Regions from separate parts of the Gossypium hirsutum genome. Here region 2 is linked to region 1. Evidence: chromatin contacts called from public Hi-C data. All regions are on one chromosome and are shown on one strand. The core of a region is the stretch at or near the end of the contact, and the rest is flanking DNA. Distances in the headings are between cores, read along the strand shown.

Region 1 (6,984 bases), core at 1,651-4,150:
ATTTAGTTTAAGGGTAAATTGCACTAACTGTCCCTAAACTTTGTTTAAATTACATTTCAATCACATAGCTTTCAAAAGTTACATGATCATCACTAACGTTACCAAATTGTTACATTTTTGTCACTCGGCCATTAACTTCTATTAAAAAAGTAACATTGCACTTATTTCAAAGGATTAATAGTTAATTTGGTCCTTAAGCTATAGTTAAAACATCATTTTTGATGTTTTAAAATTTTCTTAACAATGATTGTAAAAAAATAAAAAAATAAAAGTCTATAAAAAGTTTTAAAATTTTCTTAACAATTTTTTAACTATAGCTCAAGGACTAAATTAGTAACCCTTTGAATTAAAGTACAACATGATTTGATAATGTTAATGACTATTATATAATTTTTAAAAGTTAAGTGATTGAAATATAATTTTAAACAAAATTTAAGGACAATTAATATAATTTACCCTTAATTTAAATTATTATTTTTAATATTTTATTTCAAGTCGAGTCGGACTCATCCGATTTTAGAAAAACTTTGTCCACACTTCATCTAAGTCGGGCTGAACGGGTATTCTTGTCCTTTAGACAGGTCTTGTAGAATTGGAACTTGAATGTTAAGCTGTTTCACCCAAGATTCTCTTGTAGATTCCTTAGGATTTGCTAGTTACTGAATCTTTTAATTTGCAATTTAAGTCTTTCATTAAGTTAATGTCGGCATCTCCGATTTCTTGCTTTCATCGCCGGTCCAGCCAGCAAGATTCGTCATCTGTATGTTAATTTATCCCCATAGTCGTGTAGTAAATGGAACATTGCACATATTGTAGCTAAACATTTCTTCTTACAATGAGTGGTGGTATTTTGCTTGCCATATTCTCATGTAGTTTACATCTGTTCATACAATGAGTTGCTTGCTCCCAAGTTCATTCTTCCGGTAAAGGTGATCTCCGATCCGTATATTTTGAAGCTTCTTCTTCCCCTTGGAAGCCATCATTATATCAGTTTGATCAATGTGTTATAATGTTTATATGGTAAAAGCTGTGATGTCCTGTTCCATTAGTGAAGAGCCGATTGGCAGTGAGTTGAGCAAAAACAATAAGTTCAACAGCTCTCGTTTAGAGCATATTCTGCCTTGCTTAACTGGGCAGAGCCAACCATTTCCTGTTCGGAGTTCGTAATGTTATCAGAGTAATTTATAGTCGACTAATCATTTTATTGCAGCTTATCTCTCAATATCCTTTTAGAGCATCTCAAAGTAGATGATGACCGGAACGTAATTGAACTGCAGTATGTTAGTCGATTCCCTTGATGGCTTGCATATCAATTCCATTGAGGCCATTGATAAGCTTTTGTAAAGGCTGTGTAAGGGGTACAGGCAGAGACTACTTGGAGCATTGTATACCTAAAAGATGCTCATATTATAACATTAGAAACACCAAGCTCCGATCGCAACTCCAAGGTTCGTGGAAAACTGCTGCAAACATGAGAAGCCTAAGCTATGTTACTCGGACTCAAGTGGACTCGGAAACGAGTCTTTGTCAACATAAAGAACATTCAATTCCAAAGATAAGAATAGTTTCTACTAAAGACATTCTAGTCATATTCAAATGCAAATACATATCATAAATCGAAAAGCATCAGAAATAATAAGCACTAAAAAGAATCATACTACTTTTTTTCTAGACAATGAAACCAAGCTTTCCTTGTAACGAATGGATCGTCCTCTTAATACTTCCTTTGACCTCTCAATTTGCTTGGTTTTAGTATTATACCAAACAATTCTCCCATACCAATCACTAAGGACAAGAAGCTCACCATTGTTCTCAAAGCTCATCACCGGTCGAAACATTAGTCGATCTTCCAGGACCGGTACTTCGATCGTCAACTGCTTAATCCAAGAATCTGATACACCATATTCCTTCATCACCCATAAATCATAAACATGCATATTTACTTTTTGTTTGATGATCAAGGAAAAGAAATTTTGATATTCTATAATCAGTGCATTCAGAAAGTAATTCTCCTCTTGAAAATCAGGATGATTTGGCAAATTAAGCTCTCGAAATACCTCCTCATCAAATTGAAATGACATGATCATCCTCTTAGATGACTTTAGATTTCGTCCTCCCCAGTGAAAGGCTCTATCGAAATACCCTTTACCTTGGAATGAAGTTGTCAAAACGGACCTTGGATTTACTATTTTTGTACTTCTCCATGAATTCCTATTCCAGCTATAAACTTCAACCCCTAATGAAAATAGACAACAATTGGGGTCTCTAACATTTACTACAGAGTCCAGAAGCTTTACTACTACCACTTTATAATCATTAAATTTAGGACAAAACCCAAAGCCAATACTAAGAACAAAATCATTATAAGCATGATGACATTCCGGAAGCTCCAAAATTTCTCTAGTAGAAGGATTGCAGATATAAATACTCAACCTTTTATCTTCCTTCAAGAAGAAATATAAATTATTACTTAAACAAACTAATCCATTGATAGAACCAATCATGTATCCGGGTGATTCCCCAAATAAAATTTTGATCGACATCGAAACATCGATGCTGCTGCAATTAAGATATTGCTTAATGTACTTATAAGGACGAGATCCATAAAGCAGAAAACCAACACTACTTTTACCGTAATAATCGAGATGCATGGCGATGAAAACAGGATCTTCAATGAAATAACGCCATGATTTCTTAACGCATTTGAATCGAAGTAAACTCTTCACTGACAGTCTTGATAAGATATCTATTTCGATATCGTCCGGAACTTGAAAACTTGGTGCAATCTTCTCCCTTTTCACCATCTTTGTTTGCTAAAAAAGTAGAGGTTTTCTATCAAGGTATTGCCGGCGTAAACAGGTTTTTTTTTTTTTAATATTATATACATATTAAAATTGGACAGTTTCAAGCTAGCCTGTTCCACTAAACACGGGCAGCAACTCAAGAAAACTCCCAAATGAATTACTTTTTATTAAATTCAATCGACTACCAAATAAATTATTTTTTTTTATTTTAAAATGTCAAATAAGCAAATTTAATAAAAAAAATATAATATACTTAACAATTAAACTTAAATTTCAAAATTTCAAAATATAATAATTAAATTTTAAATTTATCATAATTTAATCATTCAAAATTTGTTAGTTCCACTTAAACCTGTTCATGAGTTAGGTTATCCACCCAAGCTCAAACGCCAGTTTGAAATTTGGGAGGATTTGGTAAAAAAACATTAGGCTCGAAAATGAGATTAGACAAAAAAATTAGGCCCAAAGGCCCGTTTTTAAGTTTATAATACTTAATATTATGTTATTTTTATATATTATATAATTTAGAACACATTAAAAAAATAAACATATACAAATATATAATACTACTCTAATTTAAACATTAAAATAATGTTAAGATGACTATATAAAAAATTTCAATAAATAAATATTAAAATAATATAATATAATATAAATATATTTTTTTAAAATAAAAATAATATGGACGGACTTAAAATGAACTTAAATTAGTCTTTTGCAAATATGGATGGATTTAAATAAAATTTTAAACTTAAATTTCAAACCGAGTCGAGCTTGGACAAGTTTAAAGTATGCACCATATTTAGACCCGGCCCATAAGCTCCTCTAGTTCCACTCCGTCGTCTCATTTCCACACTACCCAATTCAAACACGACTCCGTTATCATTATGCATCATCTCCTTGAGTTCCCTCATTCCTTGGGCTCGTCACTTGATACTCGTGTTGCAATTCTCTACAGAGTTTGATTCACTACTTGCTTCATACAACTGAATGTTCTTGCTTGATTCATTTTTTGAAACATACAACTCCCTCCATTTCACCATGTTGGTGCACAAGATGCAATGAGGTTTCAAATGCTGTTCTATGAGATTTAGTAGTAAAATTTTTCTCTAGTTAATGTCCCATAGACGTAGGTTACGTCCAAACATTGTTTTTTTTTTTTTGTTATTCTAATAGTCCATGTTTGCGTGTTTGTGTTACAAAAGGTGTGCCCACTTCACTAACCTCACCACATTACCAGTTCTAGTTTTCACACCTCAACTCTCTCCAACTGATTCACCATTAGCAGCATAGATCCAAAGCTAAAGGCCCTGCATCTTTAAAGGCTCTCCCCCAATCAAGATGAAATCACCCCATAGCCGAGCAGTCTTCTTAAATGTATAGTAAGACCACACGAGAATAGGTAAGCCGTGTAACTCTATTTTGCATTGTCCAAGGTTCAATGGTCGTGAACCATTCCTCAATGACAACCAGCTTAAGCTTTCCATCATCGTCAAACTGGATTTAAAATTACTATCTTCTTAACTTTAATGTCCAAGACTCCTTCCATTTTGATATTCTCTTTTTTAAGTGTTAAAAGTTTCATAATAACATCGAGGTATCCCCACCAAACTTCTCCAATCTTTGTACAACTTCATCGTTGATTTGCTCCTGTTATCACCTTCATATTTCTAATAACATTGTCAACACTCTTTTCTCAATGGGTTCTTCTCCATTCTTATTTTTGTTCACATCACCACTAGACTCACCTTCCTATGAATATTTAATCCATCCTTAGCCTCAATAGCAAGCCTTTTTGTTTCTTACTTGAATGTTCAAACAATGGATGTTACGCATATTTATGCTAAAAAAATCTTATTTAAGTTATATCGTAAACACCAATCATTTGTGTTCACATCATCATTCTTATCTAAAACATAATTTTTATCTATATCCTAAGTATCATCTTATCTTAAAGCTTATCCAAAATTTAGTAGAAGGATAATGGTCACTAAAAAATAATAATAAATCTAATTAAAATAAATAATAGCAACAATATTTTAAATTAAAATAGCATTATCTCAACAATTGTTCTGTTGAATCTTGCCAATGTCAAGTCCTCAAATCATTCTGTCTCGTAATTGCACAACGAGCATTCTGCATAAAAACATCTCTCAAATATCTCTATTATTATTTAAACATTTTACTAAATTGATGTCATAAACAACTCAATTGAAAAAACCTCTAAAAATAATTATTTATATAAAATTATATTATTAAGAGTTTAGTTTATTGTTTTAAAATATTTTTATATAAAATCCCACACATAACCAAACTTGAAAACACCATAGCATTAATCTTTACCATTTGATTTAAAGTTTAATCTAATTTTTATGTAAACCTTTATCAAATATATATTTTACAATGTAAAAACTTTGTTTGAACCAATATGCATGTTGAAAACGTACTTTTGGGACCCCCTACATAATTAATGATTATAAGATGGTATATATCCTCTCATCGTGATTTATCGCCACCGAAGGCTCAGATTCACAGCTTAAGCATGGATTCATGAAATATGATTAAGACAGGTCGTAATATTGGTTCAAAAATGGAGCTTCTCATTAACTAGGACATAACAAAAAACGAACTTTTATCCATAAATTGAACTAAAACAATAGTAAATGTTCTTAAACCATTTCTAATATCTCCACCTCCCTACTAAGAGCAAATGGAACACAACTTATACAAGGTGGCCTCTACCGTAACAACAATCACCATGAATAAATATATATGTTAACAATAACCCTTTATCCTTCCTGACTCACGAGTCAATCAAAACTTGGTTCACTTGGAGAGTGAGTCAACTTCTCAAGCCCCCTTGCCTTGCTTCATAATTGATGCTATTCGATCTCTATTCTCCGAAACTTAATGTTGAAATAAACAAAAGATAAAATTTGCTCCGTTCTGGCTCCTTGCTGTGCTCCTCTCAGTTTTACTTACAACTGCTGGTGCTGGAAAATTGCTAGTAAGAAGAATCAGAACATGGTACAAACAACCTATCCCATCTTAGATTCCATTCATTTTGATGAACAGCTGATGAATTATCATTTCTCTTACCCTGTTTCCTAGTCAGAATCAGCATCAGTATCTGGATCAGCATCAACAATGCCTGGAAATGAGTCCATAGATGAGTCACTATCCAAATGCACCATAGATGAACTACCCTTCTCGGCATTTCGCAAGGTTGATGAAGTTTTTCCAGCAACATGATCAAAACCATCAACTTTATCCACGCAAGAGAACATATCATGATTGGTATCATTTAATCTATCACTAGCAGAAAGAGGCGTCTTAGATTCTATTTCACTACCTTCAGGATTTGTTCCAACTGCAGGACTCATGACGGCTTTTGCAGAAGCTACTCCCTGAGACTTTGGAACTGATTCTTCTAAGTGACAGGGCTGCACCACAATTTCATTTTCCGTTCTCATATGCACATCTGCATTAGCTGCTGCTGGCTCTTGTTCCCTTACCTCTAAAACATTTGTAAATGATGGATCATTTGGTCTTGATGTTTGATCCTTCATATCCTCAACAGGAATGTTTTCATTTTCATTTTGATTTTCATTTTCGTTTTGTAGCCACCTGTCATATAAATCAACATCATGTGACTCAACACCACCTTGTTCTGTTCTACGCATGTCACTGAGAAACGATGTATTTTGCTTCCGACTGCCAGAGTAAATATTTTCTAGGAATCTATTGCTAGCTCCATCAGTAGAATTATGACAAGCAGAGTAGAAATCATCTAGTGGAAGGGCTCTAGGATGTATGAGCACCTCCAGTGCAAACAAAGCATAGGCACAAAATTGGGCGAGCTTCATTCCAGCTTCTTGTTTACCTGGAATAGCCATATAATTACAGTTAAACAAAATGAAGTATGGCACAAAAGTTAACAAGAATCTATATATGCAACAGACTATGGAAATGCCTGCACAATGTTTTTAACTTATTAATTATTTGACTTTACAGGCTAAGCTGGTTTTTTGCCCTGGCCTCAATTTGGAGTGAAGCATAATAAGTACTACAAAAGAGGAGTTCCAAGAGGTCATTTGAGCTGAAAATGAATTTAGTTTATGGTTGAACCCTAAAAGGCATTGTTATATTTAGGTTAATTTCAGCTATTAGACCCTATACT
Region 2 (6,844 bases), core at 1,465-3,964, 180 kb after region 1:
ACTATTTTTTTAAAAAAATTGATTGCACAAAAATAAAAAATATTAACTTATGAAAAAAAATAATTAAAATTTGCAAAAGAAGAAAAGATGGTTTGTTTATAATTTTATAAAATTAATTATTTTAAGTAATTTAATTAAAATTAAATTAAGTTAGAGAAAATATTAGATTAAGATGAGTGATAATAATATTTTATTATCTTTAAAATTTTATGACGTGTCACTATTTTATTAATGCCTATAAATTATACTTTTTATATCATCCTAAGATAATTTATTCTCATAAACTATTGACAATACCTAAGCTTACTTAACGAGAAGAAGTGACCAAGTATAACTCTAAAATTTTTAAAAAAATATCTTTAAAAGGATGGAAAGAATCTTAAAAGAAAGAAAAAAGAGCTCCGCTTTCAAACTTTTATAATAAAAAAAACTCTAGAAAGATAATTTTTTTAAAAAAAAAAGTAAATAAATATCGAAATTTCTTATACGAAAGCAAGAGGAAAGAAAAGCGAGAGAGAAAGAAGAGAAACTCATATTTGACTTGAGTAGTTACTTGGTTTTACATAACTTTTTCACCGATTGGTTTTAAAGGACCAATCGGAGAAGGTAGTTACAATAGACTATCAAACCATTACTAATGATATGCACAATATCACTTAAGCCTTTACACCCAATAAAACTCACGTCCCATTATATTTATCCCAAAATTCACCTGTTTCACTGAGTTATCCTATCCATTCTCGGCTCGAAAAATGGATATACAATTTTACTCAAGCCTAACTCGAATAAAAATATTAAAATTGGAACTCGGCCTAATTCACCTGCATTTAAAAATATAATACATCAAATGCATTAAAAATATTAAAATACATGTTTCCTAACAAATAAATAATAATAATACTTAAATAAAACTAAAAAAATATAACTTAACAAATAAATACATCTAAAATAATAGTAAATTTAATAATAAAACAAGAGTTATATAATATACAAATAATAACAGTAAAATAGTAACAATATAATAGTGAAATTATAGCAAAACAATAAAAAGTAGCAACATTTTCTTTTTTCTGTAAATTCGAGCCAGACTGGGCTCAGACTAAAAAACTTATTCAAGGCCTGACCCGTTAGAAAATAAACCTTATTTCCTTTATCTAAATCTATTTTTTAAACTTAAATAAACTTTGTCCTGCATCAATTTATTGATAATCAAAATGATTGGATTAAGCTAATTAATTAAACATGGTATCCACGCACGACAAAAGACATACATACACAAATCAAACCCATCATTCTTGTTGTGTCATGTCGTAGGCTTCAGCACAGCACAACATAAATAGTGAAGTTCTCACTTCAATGTCGGTCAACATTATGGTTGACTTTCAAAAATAAACATAAAACAAGAAAAAATTTGTTTTGTATTATCAATTTTTAATAGTTTTATGTCATATTAGTTGTTTTATTTTAAATTTCAGAATTTTAATTTAGGTTTGATTTCTTTTCTGAATGAAAATATTGATGTGGCATAAAATTATTGAAAAAGTAATATAAATAACATGACGTCACTGTTTCATATAATGTTTTCCTTTATCGACAAGTATTATTTTGTGTTATTAGTTGGAATTGTTGTTTATAATAAAAATTCATAACTTTTCAAGTTTATTTCTGAATTTAAAAAAAAATACTTTTATTGTTCATAAAAACATTTAATTTAAACACCAATAAAATTAAATACAACTTTAAATTTCTTAATAAATAAACAAACACCAACGAAAAGTGTGAACATTCAAACAACAATTTCTTTTCAAATACTTTTCACCAAATATAATGAAAGATACAAAATTATTTTTAATTATCTTTTACTCCATAATATTTACTTTTAAGGCATTGAATGGGTTGAAATTACTATAAGCTATGCTGTTATTAGACTTGTTCATGGTTAGGTCACCCGACTTGCAGTTTGAAAATTTGCCTGAAAAGTATGAGAGTTTAGATAAAAATATAGGCTTAAAAATAGGTTTGTACAAAAATATAAAACTCGTTTTCTAAACAGGATGTGCCTCGGGTAAATTTTTTTGGCTCAAGTCTAGCTCAATTTTTACTGTTTTGTCACTATTTTTTATTGTTTTGCTACCATTTCGCTATTATATTGTTAATATTTTATTGTTATTATTTAGATATTGTATAACTCTTATTTTATTATTTATTTTTCTATTATTTTAAAAGTATTTTTTTGCTAAGTTACATTTATCTCAATGTTCTTTAAGTTTTTTTTATTTGGAAATATTTATTTTAATATTTTTAGTATATTTGATGTATTATATTTTTATATAAAAATTTTAATATAGGCAGGGCGGGCTGGATCAGGTTCAGGTTTTAATATTTTTATTTGAGCCAAATTTTGGTAAAATTTTAGACTTATTTTTCGGGTCGGGTTGGGCCTAAGACTAAAAAATGGGTCTAAAATTTTTACTTGACCCGACCCATGGACAACTCTAGTCATAATTCAATTGTAAAATTATTAAACCTTCATATTTTTTATAAAAGAATAAATATTATTTTTGAAAATTTTATATTTTTTTTATAAATTTAAAAAACTTGGAACTAATAATAAAAATAATAATATTTGAAACACAACGTTAATAATTTCAACTAAAATTAAATTTATTACCTAATTTTTTCATGTTTATTAATGAATTAAGATTTTAAAACAGCCAAGGTGTTGTTATCCAGAAAATCATGAAGTTATTACTAGCAGCTGCAGAAATATAAACAGGGTTACCGCCTTGAATCACCGTTTTCTTTTTATCAAATATTTGAACCAAGGATTGGAATTTTCATTCTCAAGCTCATTGTAAGTAATCAAAAACTCCTTTTTAACTTTGATTCTTTCTTTGGGTTTCTTTTAAAAGCTAATTCTCAGTCAATTGAACTTGGAAACTGGATTTCCAATTACTGCTTGAAAATTTGATCATATGTTGACTTCCCACGGTTCGGTTTTTGCAATTCGACTTGTCTTTGACTTGGGTTGGTTAATTATTTGGCTATTAATCATTATTAAGGGATATTGATTGAAGAACTGATAGTGAGAGTGTCCTTTTGAACCCTTGTTTATTGCAGCTTGGGAATGAATAGTTGATAAAAATGGAAAGGTAATTTTGAATTTCGAATTACTGCTTGAAAATTTGATCAAAATTTGACTTTCCCAGATTTTGATTTTGCAAATGGACATGTGGACTTGTGTTGGTTAATTATTTTTGGAATTTTAGATTAGTAATAATGATGTTGAGAATTGAGATTGTCCTTTTGACACCTAGTTGTATTGCTGTTTATGTTTCTGCAGTTTGGCAATGAATATTTGATAAAATGGCAAGACAAACTAATACCCTTTTTCTTGAACAATGGTTGAGGACTAATATTGGTGGTATTAGCTACTCTGGTTCTGGACATTCTTCGCTGTCGACTTCTTCTTCGTCTGCTCGTGCCATAATTCAAGCTTGGTCTGAGATTCGGGATTCGCTTCAGAACCAAACATTTAATCCCCTCATCCTCCAATCATTGAAAACCCTCCTTAACTCACAAGCTTCTCTCCATGTTGCTGATCCTCAAGCCAAACTTCTTTTATCTGTACTCTCATCCCGAAGTTACGATCTTCCTTCCGAATCATATCCTATCTTGCTCAAGCTTCTTTATATTTGGGTGAGGAAGTCTTTCAGGCCATCCACTGTGCTTATTGATTCAGCTGTTGATGTCCTTTCTCATGTATTTGCTACTGAATTTGGTTTGAAGAAAAGTCCTTCCTTTCTTGCTGAAGGTATTCTTATTTTAGGGGCCATTTCATTTGTGCCTTCTGTGTCTGAAAGCTCGAAAATAGCATGCTCGGAGTTGCTTTGTAGGCTGTTGGAAGAAGATTATGAATTGGTTAGACTAGGAGAAGAAATTATCCCGGATGTGCTGGCTGGGATTGGATATGCATTATCTTCTTCTGTGGATGTTCATTTTGTTAGAGTTTGGGATTCTTTGTTGGGAATTTGGGGAAAGGAAGATGGGCCTCGTAGTACAGTTCCTACTGCTCTAATGATCTTGCATTTGGTTGAATGGGTTGTTTCTGGTTGCATAAAATCACGTTCTCTTAAGAAAATTGAAGCTTTCTCACAGCAGATATTAGGGACTTCGAAGGCGAGCTATGTTCCATTTGCTCTTGTTATGGTTGCAGCAGGAGTTTTGAGAGCTAGTAGACAAGCAGCCAATGGCCAAGGGTTAGAGTTTGTTTCCAGACTACGGATTTCTGCAGAGAATCAAATAGCCTTTGTAGCACAACAGTTGGTTTCTGAAACTAAAGGCTTTATAACCTCAGATAATGATCCTGCGAACAGTCTTCTTCGACAATGTTTATCATTAGCCTTGGCTAGAAGTGGTGCAGTCTCTTTCACTGCCCCTGTGCTTCTGTGCCTTGCATCAGCATTGTTAAGGGAAATCTTTCCCTTAAGCCACTTATATATGCAGATTCTTCAGTTTATCCATAGTAGTGGGTCTGAATTTGATACCAACGAGATTAAAAGACATCTGGACAGTACACTTTTTAAGGAAGCAGGTGTCATAACTGGTGTCTTCTGCAACCAGTATGTCTCAGCAGATGAGGAGAGCAAAAGTTTAGTGGAGAGTCTTATATGGGACTACTGTCGGGATGTCTACTCTGGTCACCGACAGGTTGCTTTGTTGCTTCGCGAAAGAAACAATGAGCTACTAGTTGATTTGGAGAAAATTGCGGAATCTGCTTTTCTTATGGTTGCGGTTTTTGCTTTGGCTGTAACAAAGCAGAGACTAAATTCAAACTTCTCTCAAGAAATACAGAGGGAGAAATCAGTCCAGATATTAGTTTCCTTCTCTTGCTTAGAGTATTTCCGACGTATGCGTTTGCCAGAATATATGGATACAATACGAAGAGTTGTTGCATGTGTTCAGGAAAGCGAGTCTGCATGCATCTCTTTCGTGGAATCCATGCCCACCTACGTTGACTTGACCACTTGGCAAGGTGATATTTTCTTCCCCCTCCTTTTGGCCATGGGAAGCTGATGTTTACATATTGTTTTCATTGAGTGCTAGGTTTAGATGCTCAAGTAATTTTGCAGCAGTTTAAAGATCTGGATGTCTTTCATGTTGTTGTTCCATAAATTGTTAGTTTTACATGGACTTGAATTTTGTCTTGTAGACTTTTCATCCAAGCAGAAAATGGGGTATGAATGGTCCAAAGATGAGGTACAAACTGCTCGTGTTTTATTTTATGTCCGGGTTATTCCAACTTGCATTGAACGATTGCCGGCTCACGTGTTTAGGAGGGTGGTCACTCCAGCTATGTTCCTGTATCCTAAAATACATGGTTACTTTACTTGAAAAATTTACAATTCATATTAAACTCTATAAACTTTGGTTCCTGATAACAATGGTTATTAGATACATGGGACATCCAAACGGAAAAGTAGCTCGAGCCTCACATTCAATGTTTGTAGCATTCATGTCTTCAGGAAAAGACTTCAAGGATGAACGAGTGTCACTGAAGGAGCAACTTGTTTTTTATTACATGAAAAGATCTTTAGAGGTACCTAAAACTTATCGAAGCAGACAGTAGTAATACCCAAAACATGTTATCAAACTTGTGGGACTAAATTAATATTCTTCATTGTTATGAATATAGGGATACCCCGACATTACTCCTTTTGAGGGCATGGCTTCAGGAGTTGCGGCCTTAGTTCGACATCTTCCTGCTGGTAGCCCAGCAACATTTTATTGCATTCACAGTCTTGTTAATAAAGCTAATAACCTCCTCAGTGATGCGAATGCTTTAAAGGCCGATGACTGGAAAAACTGGCAAGGAGGGCCAGAGCCTTGTAAAAAAATCCTCGAGCTGCTTTCACGTCTTATTTCTCTCGTCGATATACAGGTAAATACTATTTCATCCATATGGAGCATAAGAAGCAACTTTCACATTCACAGTTACAATCTATGTTGTCTGACTTATTTTTTTGAAGTTTTTTGTCCAACAGTCAATATCTGATAAATTCTCAGATATAGGTACAGAGAAAAAAACTTGAAAAAATAAAGCATATCCGTATTTGACATACACTCATATATCAGACAATCACACTGGAGTCTGAGCAACAAAGTACTAGATGGTATTAACATTTACTCATTTGTGTAGGTATTACCGACTCTAATGAAGTCGCTAGCACAGTTAATTATCCAACTGCCAAAAACAGGCCAGACCATGGTTCTTAATGAGTTATACGCCCAGGTCGCTGAATCAGATGATGTCACTCGGAAACCAACTTTAGTTTCATGGTTGCAGTCATTATCTTACCTTAGCTCTCAAGCTAAAATGGAGGTTTTTACCTCAAAAGAGAGGGAAGGCAAAGAAAACTCTGCTTCCTCGGGGACTGTAGAGCCCCAAGCACGTTTGTGAGACATTCTGATGCTGTTCTTCCAACTAATGACACGGCTAATTCTTTGATAGACGGCCAGAACAGGTGCAGGGTTGCCGAAACCGATAAGCTCACATGCAAACCAACTCTGGTTTCATGGAGTCATCGTCTTACTTTTGTACTGAAAGGTAGAAGTGGAGATCTGAACTGCAAATGGAGAAGAAATTAAAACAATGCTATATTGATCAATTCTTTAATTTTCTGGTAGGTGCCATTGTCCCACGGATATCTGAAAATAGATACGAAGATATGATCCTTCAAGGACTTCTCAAATATTTGAATAGGTACGAAGATATGATATCAGAGACATCCATATCTTACACTAATAGTCTAGTCCTAGTAACTTAGAATAAATGTTTTTTGTT

Evidence for each region. A called contact is a pair of places that touch in the nucleus more often than the background predicts.
Region 2: a Hi-C map of leaf shows a contact between it and region 1, with 2.3 times the contacts expected there. The contact joins the promoter of LOC107903358 here to the promoter of LOC121218600 in region 1. A contact is called at or near these places in 6 of 34 Hi-C or Micro-C datasets (hypocotyl, leaf and seedling).

The regions. Positions count from the first base shown.
Region 1 is chrD06:61,471,117-61,478,100 of Gossypium_hirsutum_v2.1, forward strand. It overlaps LOC121218600 (F-box protein At3g07870), which reads right to left and starts at 2,901. Exons shown (of 1, transcript XM_041096062.1): 1 at 826-2,901. The coding sequence starts at 2,804. The coding sequence ends at 1,653. It overlaps LOC107939534 (proline-, glutamic acid- and leucine-rich protein 1), which reads right to left. Exons shown (of 13, transcript XM_016872874.2): 13 at 5,384-6,687. The coding sequence ends at 5,912.
Region 2 is chrD06:61,655,252-61,662,095 of Gossypium_hirsutum_v2.1, forward strand. LOC107903358 reads left to right here and starts at 2,715. Exons shown (of 7, transcript XR_005915075.1): 1 at 2,715-2,854; 2 at 3,344-5,035; 3 at 5,213-5,363; 4 at 5,455-5,599; 5 at 5,696-5,941; 6 at 6,200-6,607; 7 at 6,688-6,844.